2 separate regions of the Drosophila melanogaster genome follow, and region 1 is linked to region 2. Evidence: chromatin contacts called from public Hi-C data. All regions are on one chromosome and are shown on one strand. The core of a region is the stretch at or near the end of the contact, and the rest is flanking DNA. Distances in the headings are between cores, read along the strand shown.

Region 1 (5,060 bases), core at 474-2,973, 1.8 Mb before region 2:
GCTTCTTTAGCTTTCGACCGTTCACGGGCAGGAAGGTGTCCAACATACCACCATCTCCCGAGGCATTCAGATCGTCGCCGACGCCGCGATGAAACCAACTGGTATAGAGAGGCGGCGAGCCGAAGAAGCTGCCCAGATAGCCGCCCACTGACGTGGACGCTTTGGATGCCTGTTGCAACTTTTCGTGCACCTCCTCTGGCACTTCCTGGGGCGTTTGGTCGGTCCAGATCTTTATGTCATCACAGTTGATCAGCTGAATGCGTCTGGGACTGTCGTGGGACGAACAAGAACTGGTAGATGGGGCATCCAAGTGATCCTCCCTCAGCTTGTGGCTTCTGGAGCTGCTGAATGTTTGGCAACGCCGTCTGAAGGCTGCTCTATCGTCCAGCTCCTCGTCCTCCTGACTTAAATTTGGTAGGCTCTTCAATCGCCGCAGGAAGATGCGTTTCTGCAGTCTCTCCTCCGGCACCGCTTGCAGTTTGGGCGATATGCTAAAGTTCGGCTGTGAGCAAGTGCGTCGGTGGCGCACCTGATGCCTAACCTCCAGCTGGCTTAGCAGTCCGCTCTGATTGAGCTGGACAGCCGTTAGGCAAACGAACAAGGCGGTGGCATCACCGGATCGTCGCAGGAAGGCTTCCTCGCTGGGATAGTACAGCTCCATTAGCTCCGGATCGGAGACCAGCGTCTGCAGGCACTGCGAAAGGCAACGGGCACGCAGGCAGCGGGTAGTCCACTCGCCGAGAAACTCCTCGACTCCGTTGACCATTGACGCACTGTCTCGGGCGGCGTAATCCGGTCGATAAGGCTGCGGTTTGGTCTGCTGTTGCTGTTTTCCCGCACTGGCCAGCAGAAACTCAAAGTCGTCCGCCAGTCGGCGAAGTTCCACGGGCTGCAACTGATAAGAATGGAGAGTGAGGCGTTGCATAAATACAATTCGATTGCAAAACAATGGGGAAAGTCTACGACACGCGCGCAGCGAGTAGCTGATACTCTCTTTATGTGGGACAGACATTCAGGGAAATTCATTTGAATACATATGTAAATGTTTATATCATATTTGATTGCTTACTGCAAAGAGCTGATTGCATAGACTTTAGAGACTCCCCTACTTTATAATTAGTTATTGGGGTATTAGGTTCACTTGATTCTGTAGAAATATTTACCACTTGAGCTGAGTTAAGATGATTTATCTTTAAATTATTCAACTATTGTTTCATAGTGCAAGATGAATGATCAAATCAACATGCCTCGCTCTAAGTGTAGGGTATTCGCCGAGGTGTGTGCGATGCTTTCGGGATTTCCACGGGCAAATGCGACTCACCAGTCCATGCTGCAAAATTCTAGTGCAGCTTTGGGCCAGCAACTGCAGTCCGTCCGTCGATTTGGCCGCACGGAACCAGAAATTCGTTGACCTTCGCAGGTCCGCCAGCAGGGAATTCCTCGCTAGCTGCTGTTGTTGTTGTTGCTGCTGCTGCTGCTGCGGATGGTCATGTTGATGATGCAGTGCCTCGCCTGCTGCGTACACCGCGCCTTCAATTGCGTCTGATGCGAGCGTGGGCGGTGGCGGGGGCGTGGTCATGGCTGTGCACACTGTCAAAGGGGCGCGGGGGGGCGGAGCGGTTGCATATTCGCGGTGCGCGATTCAATTGATTCCGAGTAACTTCAGCTTGTTTTGATTGTTTTTTAATGCGATTTTTTTTTGTTATTGTTTGATTCGATAATAATCGATGTGTCCGAGGCCCATCGCCAATCGATACCAAATCTTCGCAGTTTTTCGTTTGCATAGACAGGCGTGCTGCGGTTTGTGTCATGACTACGCCGGCTCTTGTATCCGCTAATAGGCCTTGGAAGTGTTGCTGGGCTGCCGGCAGATGTCGCTCTGTGAACAACACCTGCTGTTCCCACTATTACCGTTATGTGTGTGGGCGTAGTTTTGCGTTTGGAATCCACACTTCTGATTGGTCGAGAGCGTCATGGAGCTGCGCAGTGTGGAATTTTCCAAAATGTCAAAATGCTGGCCACGCCCTTTAAATGGTTTTTGAACTGTTTCATCTTCTTTCTTCTTCGTCGACTGCGCTGATTTGGGAAACACTCTTCTTCTTCTTCTTCTTACTCCTGCTTTATGTGTGTGTTCGTTGGCTTGTTTGTTTGTTTGTTTGTGCTTCGTTTGTCGTATAAGTGATGAGTCAATTAACCCAACATTCCTTTCCTGGAGGCCACATATTGCTTTAATTAAACAGACAAACAAAATTGCAGCAGCAGCAACAACAATATCGCACTACTTTTGCCACCATTTTGTTTCCAGCTCCGCCCACCGCATCCGTTCCACAATTTGTGACTTTTGCCAAATAAATATTTGCATTTATTTTCCACACAAAAGCACACTCGGACACACAAACACGCGCACATCGTATAAACACACGCACACACATGCAACCTTGAAACAAAAGCAAGAAGAAGCACTGTACTGGGCTCTTAATTAAACTTTAATTACTTGTAATTAATAAAGTTGATTGATTTGCTGGCCATAAAATAAACGCGCTTTATTTGCATTTTTTTCTCATGTTTTTTTTTCTTCTGTGCTCTTCTGTTGCCATGTAAATAATGCATTTATAGTTAATGGCGATTTTTTGGTAATATTTGATTGGTTCTGAGTGCTAAATTCTATTCTAATAGTACAGGACTTGGTCTAAAAATCAGAGACGCATTAAAAGCTTTTAGTTTAAACATACATATATTGTTTGGAAACGGTTTTTATTTTTTATTTGAAGAAGTCACAGAGTTTCTCCATTTAATTGATTTTATGCTAGCTCAATGAGTGGTATTTTTAGACGCCTTTAACATTTTGTTGCCAATTCTTTATTCTGCACACAATCTTCCAATCAGTTATACTCAACACTTTTCCAGATAAGCTCTCCTATTCAGCAATTAAAATCCCTTCAGCCGGAATCATTTATTCCTGCATCTTTGTGTAATTATTTCGATTCACCCGAAAAACGCCCGGATATCCCCCTATTCGGGAATCCAAAGTGGCCCCCGAATGTATGCTGCAAATTTGCTTATTAGCTTACAAAAGGTTTTAAGCAATTTCGGGGATTAATTCACTAAGAACAGGAAGGATCTTCTCGAAGATTTTGCATTCCCCAACGAGGACAGGATTAATTGAATTTTGTGTGGGCGTTTCTGCAGGGCAAAATCCTTAAGATAGTGTCCGTAACCCAATTTAGTGATGTCTATTAAACTATTTTTACAAGCAACATAGAAAGCAAACATTTGGTTTTCATTTACTACATCGGAGAATAATAAAGATGAAGTATGGATGTAATCAATTTGATTTCATCTGCTATTCTAAAATAATTAGGGATAAGAAATTGACCGTTGACCAACTCCACCGTTTATATTGCATTGCATTTTTAGTTGTCTATTTCATTTTCCAGCTCTTGGTGTTCGATTTGTAGTAGTCCTCCATTGTGGGTTAATTTTCCTTAAATATTGGCTCACTTTTAGCAGCCATAATTCTTCGTTTTGCGCCCAGACAAATTGCCGACTCGAGGGACACTCATTATCCTCTGTCCGCAAACATATCGTCCTGACCACGACGAGGATGATGAAGGTGATGATTGGGTGACTATGACGGACAATGGGCTGTGTCAGTCGCAACATATGCAGATGGATGCAGCCAGAATGGATGTGGGTTGGGAATAGGAATAGCGATAGAAATAGGGATAGGGATAGGGATAGGTGCCGGGATAGACAGAGGGCGATGCAAATTGCTCTGGCCAAAAGCAATTGAAAGGAAGCAAAACAAAGGCGGCAGACACACAAGTAGGAATAGAAACCGAAATAGAAGACGCTCTCTCTCTCTCTCTCTTTCTCTCTCTCGCTACCGCAACTACTGCACAGTGGAAAAATTGACAATGGACGTTGAACAATGGAATAGAACTGAAAACAAATTTTGCATGCAAAATGCAACAAACAAAAATAGCATTTCGAGTACTGGACTGGTGTACTGCAGGCGCAAATGGGAGTTTGGAATGGGAGTGGGAATGGCAATGGGCATAGGAGCAGGAATATCGCACTCAATAAAGGATTTCCACTTGAATGTTTTTCGGGAACAACACAATGGGTAAATAGGAAAACAAGAAATCATGAAAATGCCAAACAAATGGCAATGAAACGAAGCTGCAAAACGAATTTTCTCCGATATTTTTGTTTTCCATCTCTTTGGTTGCTTGTATAAGCCGCAAACTCTAAATAACGTGCGTTTCAGAAGTGTAAAGCAATCTTCGGGTATTCAATTAGAAGTGAGTTTTTAGTCAGTGTCCTTGCATATTTGAAACTTAACTGTCAATTAACTTAATCGAAATAAACATAATTCTAGAAAATATCTAATGATGCAGCTATTTCGATTTATTGTTAATTTGAATAAAGAATGTGCCATACAGTGGCGAAACGCACTGTCGCACTGTTGCATAGGTGCGGATTGAGATACATATTTAGATGCAGATTGCAGATACCGACTGCAGATATGTACATCTGCGCGACGCATCCACACTTGATCGACTTCTGACTTAACGCAGCTCGGGCGTTCAGAATGCAATTTAGCGAGCCTCGCAAATCTCGCTGAAGGGAAAACGGAATGGAATCAAAGAGATAAAGAAAATTGGGATATGAGAGGGCAATCATCAAATAAATATGTACGTATGTATGTATGTTTGTATGTGAGTGCCTCTCCAAAGTGCCGAGTCCTTTTCATTTTCAATTCGAAGGCGAATGTAAATAGAGGGGCAAACAAAGGCGCACAAAAAGAATGGAGAATGGAAAATGAAAAAAAAAAAAAAAAATCGAGGCCCCGTCAAAGTCGAAGTCCTTTGAACATAAATTTGATACAAATTGGAAGCGATGATCTGGAAACGTCGAGTTTCTGCGTTTCTGTGCAGATACTATCTGGAAGATGGTAATGATGATGCCAATGATGCCGATGCCGATGATGATGATAATGATTGTTTATTTGAGGCAATTTAATTCGCCAGATCGATTGCGGTAGTTGATCTTTGGAA
Region 2 (5,576 bases), core at 2,751-5,250:
GGCTCTCTTCCACATGCCTAGTCTCTTCTGCTTCCCCTAGCAAAGTCCACCCCGTAGAACAAAGCAACAACATCCCCTGGAAACCCCGCCCACGCCCACTTTTCCAACGCCCTTTGCGCTATCACTCTGCTCACACACACACACTCAGTCACATAGACATACACACGGACACTGGCAGCCATAAATACGTGTGAATGTATTGGTTCGTTCCGCGGCATCGTTTCTCCACCTCCTCTTCTTCTTCTTCTCCTCCCCCTTTCCACCACCTCTTTATTGCTGTATCCGTATGTTCACGAAACGGGGCCTCGACAAGAGACTATTCAAGTTGTGTGTTGCACGCTCACTGAGTATACATATGTATGTATGTATATACATCCATACACACTTATGTATGTACGTATGTACACGTACCCGGACATACAGATTTTTTCGAATTTTATTTGGTTGCTGTTTTACTTTATAATCCCTTGTTGTTGGACTTTTTTTTTTGTTTAATTTGAATTTATGTAGATATGCAGCTACATATGTATGTATATAATCGTATATATATGTACATATGTAAGTGTTTGGGTAGCGGGATAGCAAAGACTGTAATGATGATTCCTAAACTACATTTAAATATTCGATTTAAGACGGAAGCCTTATGTTAAGTAAACTACATAGATTATTTGAAATTATATTTATGTTTCGTTGCAAAATTAGAATAATTTAGTGAAAACAATCATGTTTTAAAGTGATGGGGTGTAAAGTTTCCAAACAGAACCATAATCTGCTTTGTCTATTATAACTCAAGATTAATATACAATTTGATTTTCCCGCCATTTCAGATCGAAACCGGTACTTTTAAAAGTGGCGCCAAACTAAAACCGATATTATAGCATTCACACTTGGCTGCATTTTTCTTTTGCTCTTCTGAAGTAACTGTAGATGCGGGTGTCAAGCAAAACAGAAATAATTTCAATATTTGCAAAGCCCAAACTTGCATCTTCATTAAAATACAAGAACTAAACATATAGCAGTTAAGTACACTTTCCTTTTGGCCGAATTTGGACAGTGAGAACATTATATTGGGCATTGTAATGTTCTGTTATCGAAAGCATCTTGTGGCGCCAATTATCGGCTATCGACGATACGTTGCAAAAAACAAAAGCGTAAACAACATGTGCGAATCGGTTACTCCGGCGGATCAGCGCAATGTGGAGGTGAAGGCACGGATTCCGGGTGGATCTGAGGGCTTTGAGCAGCGCCTAATCTTGGCCAGAAACCTGAGCGGCAGCCAGGATGCGCAGTTAATCGAGCAGAGGGACGTCTTCTTTGAATCTCCGCTGGGTGGACGGCTTAAATTGCGCTACTTACAGACGCCATCGCGCTCCCAATTGGTCTACTACGATCGTCCCGATGTGGCCGGTCCCAAGCTTTCCAAGTTCAACAAGACGGAGGTGGACGAACCGGAGGTGCTGGAGAAGATCCTGAGCCAGTCGAACGGCGTACTTGGTGTCCTGGCCAAGCGACGGCACTTGTTCCTTTGCGGACAGACGCGCATCCACCTGGACGAGGTAAAGGATCTGGGATACTTCATGGAACTGGAGGTGTGCCTGACAGAGGATCAAACCCTCGAGGAGGGTCAAGCCATTGCCGAGAAACTGTCCAGGGAACTGGGTATCCAGGAGGCGGACCTCATGATCGGCTCGTATTTCGATGCTCTCAGAAAGCTCAATCATTAATCATTCATTTTGTACATCCTCGTTAGGATTAGTTCTGTACCCAAAAAATGGGACTCTGTCTTGTATCATAGAATTACCAACATTTGTTATCCATAAAACATTCTGTGAGGCAAACAAAAAATGTATGTATGTAAATGAACTTTTAATAGTATTAGTGTATAATAGGTATCTTTTATTTCGTGAGTTGTTGCAAAAACACAAATTCAAACTCAAGTCTGGCAATGGATATTTACAAAATCGCTTTCCGTTGGCTACGCTAGTTGGTGTGAACAGAACGTAGAGTCGAGAGTTTTAAATGCAAAATGGTTAGAACGACGAACACAAGGATGAAGCGCGGCTGCCAGGAGCTAACTGTTAACTGTTTAACTAAACTTAGGCTTACGATCTAGGACTTGAGGATTACAATGGGCGACGAATTGAGCCGGTGGCCTAAGGGTCTAGTAAATTGAAAACGAAGGCAGCTTCTAGCTTCCCTTGTTTCCATACTTTTGTTTTGCTTGCTTATCCAATGGAGCGGCAAAATTCGTAAAATAATTTTGGCTTGGTAAAAGTCCTGGTTGTCGTGTGTGTATATATCTATATATAAGTATATTGCGCTTAAAGCTAGGAGCGAGGGAAGCGGGAAACGTGGACTGCCATCTGAATAGGCATCCTCTAGCAGTAAGATCCAATTAGGCTGATGGACAGCGTTTCGGAGATGGGATCCGGCGCAGAGATCGGTTTCCAGTACAACCAATTGTAACTGACTGCAAAAGCATAGGGAATTAGTAAGAAATCCCACACTGAAAGGTTCATTGAAAACTTGCTGCAACAAATACTCAATTGAAATTATAACAAAACTATAATATTTGTCAGTTATAGCTGACCAAGAGCTTATCTACTGCCTTTGTTAAATAACTCAAAAAATAAGGTATATCTAAGGTATCCTTAAACAGTGAACCTTCTGATGTGATGTGTTGGCCCCGGAACAAAAGCAATCGAAACGATACTCACGCACAAAGGACTGGGTAAGTCGCAGAGACAAGGTGCGACAGCGGTGCCGGCACTCACTGGTGGGTCGCAGGATGATGAACCGCGTGCCTACCGCCTGGTGTATATAGACATTGGGGCATTCCGTTTCCGGCAATGTGTAGGCCGGCGCCTGGGCAGTATCGATGGCCACATAACGCTCCAGGGCCACGCCCATGCTGGGCAATCGCGTTGGCCGGGCGAAAATGGGACGCAGGAGTCGCGCGGGCAGCATGCGATTGCAGCGCCAAAGATTGTGCGCCTGCTGGGTCCAGCTGCTGTTGAACTGCCCAAAGAGATCCTCAAGATTGTGCACATCCTGGTTGGTCGAGTGCACCCGATACGCGTCGCGCTGGAAGATCTGATGATTGCTAGCGTAGATGTTGTAGAAGTGGCTCAAGTCAATGGACTCCTGCTGGTTGCTCCTAAAGGCGATGGGCGATCCCTCCGGCTGATGGCACTTGTGGTTCTGATGGTACTCCAGCGGATGACCATTTGCACACTCCTCGCCCTCCAGCCAGACGGTCTCCACTTCGGCACACGGTCCGCAGCTCAGATCCTCTAGCTGAAAAAACGGATTGCCCATCAGGCAGGACTCGTCGTAGAGTTCGGTAAGCTGTGGGAATCGTTGGATCAGCGGCATGGTCATCCGCCGCCACATGCGCATCCCGGGATAGACCATGGCCTGGACAACGCGCTCCTGATGTCCGCCGGTGGAGCTGGTTACCTCATAACGGTAGGCGGCCACGCAGAGCGACACCACCGTGAGGTAGAACAGCCAGCAGAGGATCTGTCGTCGTCGGTCCAGCAGATGATGCAGTACCTCAAGCTTGAGGTAGGCCATTAAGGGGGCGGGTGGCGTGACGCCAGTTTGCCAATTGCGTTGCCGGAAATACTGAAACAGCACATAATTGTCGAAGCTAAGGGATCGCACACCGTACCGCTGATCAGCCAGCCGGCGCAGCTGACGCACTGCACCCGCATATCGCTGCAGCGCCTGCTGGCGACTCAGCTGAACAAAGTTCAGATCATAATCCTCCGGATCCGCCATGGCGCTCCTTGGGTCACATAAACAAATGCGTTGGAGCTCGATTTTCCGATCTAATTTCGTTGTCGTGTCTTTGTGGGGGATTTCCCGTTGGTCGCAAATCACTCAACGTACATTTTTAGAACATAGCATCCTTTTTTTTTTTTGTTTTCTATAATTTTATTTGTTTTCTTTTTGTGATATGGTATCGATGTTAGAAGGCGTTTTTGTTAACAATAGCGTTGTTATCGATAAACTAGGGATGGAGCGTTAGAATACAGTAGGCACTTAATACAATGGACATAAAGCAAGTGGAGCCTTATTAAAACTAACTATTGGTATATTTGTACTACTAATCTTAAGTTCAGTCCGTAGAGGCTTATGTAGAATAAATACTTTTATAATAATAACACATATTTCTAAAACTTCTCTAGAACACGGAATGTTTTAAATACTTCGAAGCACGCCATCCCTGATCGTTTTTGCCTTGTGTTATTGTTTTTCGTTTGATATGATAACAGTTATTAATATCAGCGAAGATGGGGAACTACGAGAAACTGGATGGCAGTTCCGCGGGGAGGATTACGGATGAGCTGTCCCGTAAGGAACAACGGAATTGCAGCCTGCGAACTTTGGTCTGCTGGAGTGCTTTGTTGTTCTCTTTGTTGTGCCTTTGCCTCGGGTTCATCGGCCTGGGATTACTCGGCATCCAAACTGGGGAAGTGCACAAGGTGGGGCAGCGGTTGGTGTGCTACTACGCAAGCGATGGCACCCACAATCTCAGCCTTTTGGATGTTCCCGGCGACCTGTGCACCCACATCAATATCGGACCCGCCACTTTGGATAATGCCACCATAGTCCTTCCCGATACCCTCAGACAGGTACTACAGAACGACACCCGATCCTTTCGTGCTGCCCATCCGCAGGTTCACCTGCTTCTCTGGATCGGTGGCGCCGACAGTGGGCGGTCATTTGCCCTCATGGTGGCGAACCACGCCATGCGAAAGTTGTTCCTGCGCTCCCTCCGGGAAATATTGCGCACCTATCCCAGTTTGGATGGCATCGATCTCGACTGGGAGTTTCCGAGTGCCTACGATCGTGAGCGAATGCATCTCTCGCAGCTGCTTTACGAGATTAGAACGGAGTGGCGGCGCGAAAAGCGTACCAATGATATTCTCTCGCTGGCGGTGGCTGCTCCCGAGGGAATCGCCTTCTATGCCTACGACATCCGAGAGATAAATCTGTACGCAGATTATGTAAATCTAATGTCCTATGATTTCCACTTCTACCGCGAGGATACACCATTTACCGGCTTAAATGCTCCGCTTTATGCCCGCTCGCAGGAACGTTCGCTAATGGCCACGTTCAACATCAATTACACGGTTCAGTGGTGGCTAAAAAGCGGTCTGGAGCCACAGCGACTGGTTGTGGGTCTGCCCACCTACGGCCACTCATTTACGTTAGTAACTGCATGTATTATGGAATGAATCCCTCATTAATTATACTTCCTCACCCACCAAACAGGTTGGTTAATCCTTTAAATCATCGCATAGGAGCTCCTGCTTCCGGTTACGGTAAATGTGGCCAACTGGGCTTCACCACACTGACCGAAACTTGTGAGTGTGTCACCAAGTTCTTCAAGCCAAACTTGTCCTACGATGCCGAGAGCTGTTCGCCATATTTGAGCGCTCTGCAGGAGTGGATATCGTACGAAAATCAAACGAGTATCGCCTGCAAGGCGAACTATGTGAAATCCCTCAATCTGGGTGGCGTCATGGTCTTCTCGCTGAACACCGATGATCTCAAGAACTCATGCA

Evidence for each region. A called contact is a pair of places that touch in the nucleus more often than the background predicts.
Region 1: a Hi-C map of the Kc167 cell line shows a contact between it and region 2, with 2.6 times the contacts expected there. The contact joins the promoter of Rubicon here to the promoter of CG4558 in region 2. A contact is called at or near these places in 2 of 107 Hi-C or Micro-C datasets (the Kc167 cell line and eye imaginal disc) and 1 of 6 datasets of contacts at active chromatin or transcription factors (the Kc167 cell line).

What each region holds. Positions count from the first base shown.
Region 1 is chrX:8,673,726-8,678,785 of dm6, reverse strand. Rubicon (rubicon,) reads right to left here and starts at 1,723. Exons shown (of 4, transcript NM_001272419.2): 1 at 1,322-1,723; 2 at 1-895. The coding sequence starts at 1,579.
Region 2 is chrX:6,848,194-6,853,769 of dm6, reverse strand. It overlaps CG4558, which reads right to left and starts at 4,000. Exons shown (of 1, transcript NM_132134.4): 1 at 1,886-4,000. The coding sequence starts at 3,783. The coding sequence ends at 2,641. It overlaps Cht11 (Chitinase 11), which reads left to right and starts at 4,253. Exons shown (of 2, transcript NM_132133.3): 1 at 4,253-5,218; 2 at 5,284-5,576. The coding sequence starts at 4,299. CG14434 reads left to right here. Exons shown (of 3, transcript NM_001298040.1): 3 at 828-1,861. The coding sequence starts at 1,080. The coding sequence ends at 1,724.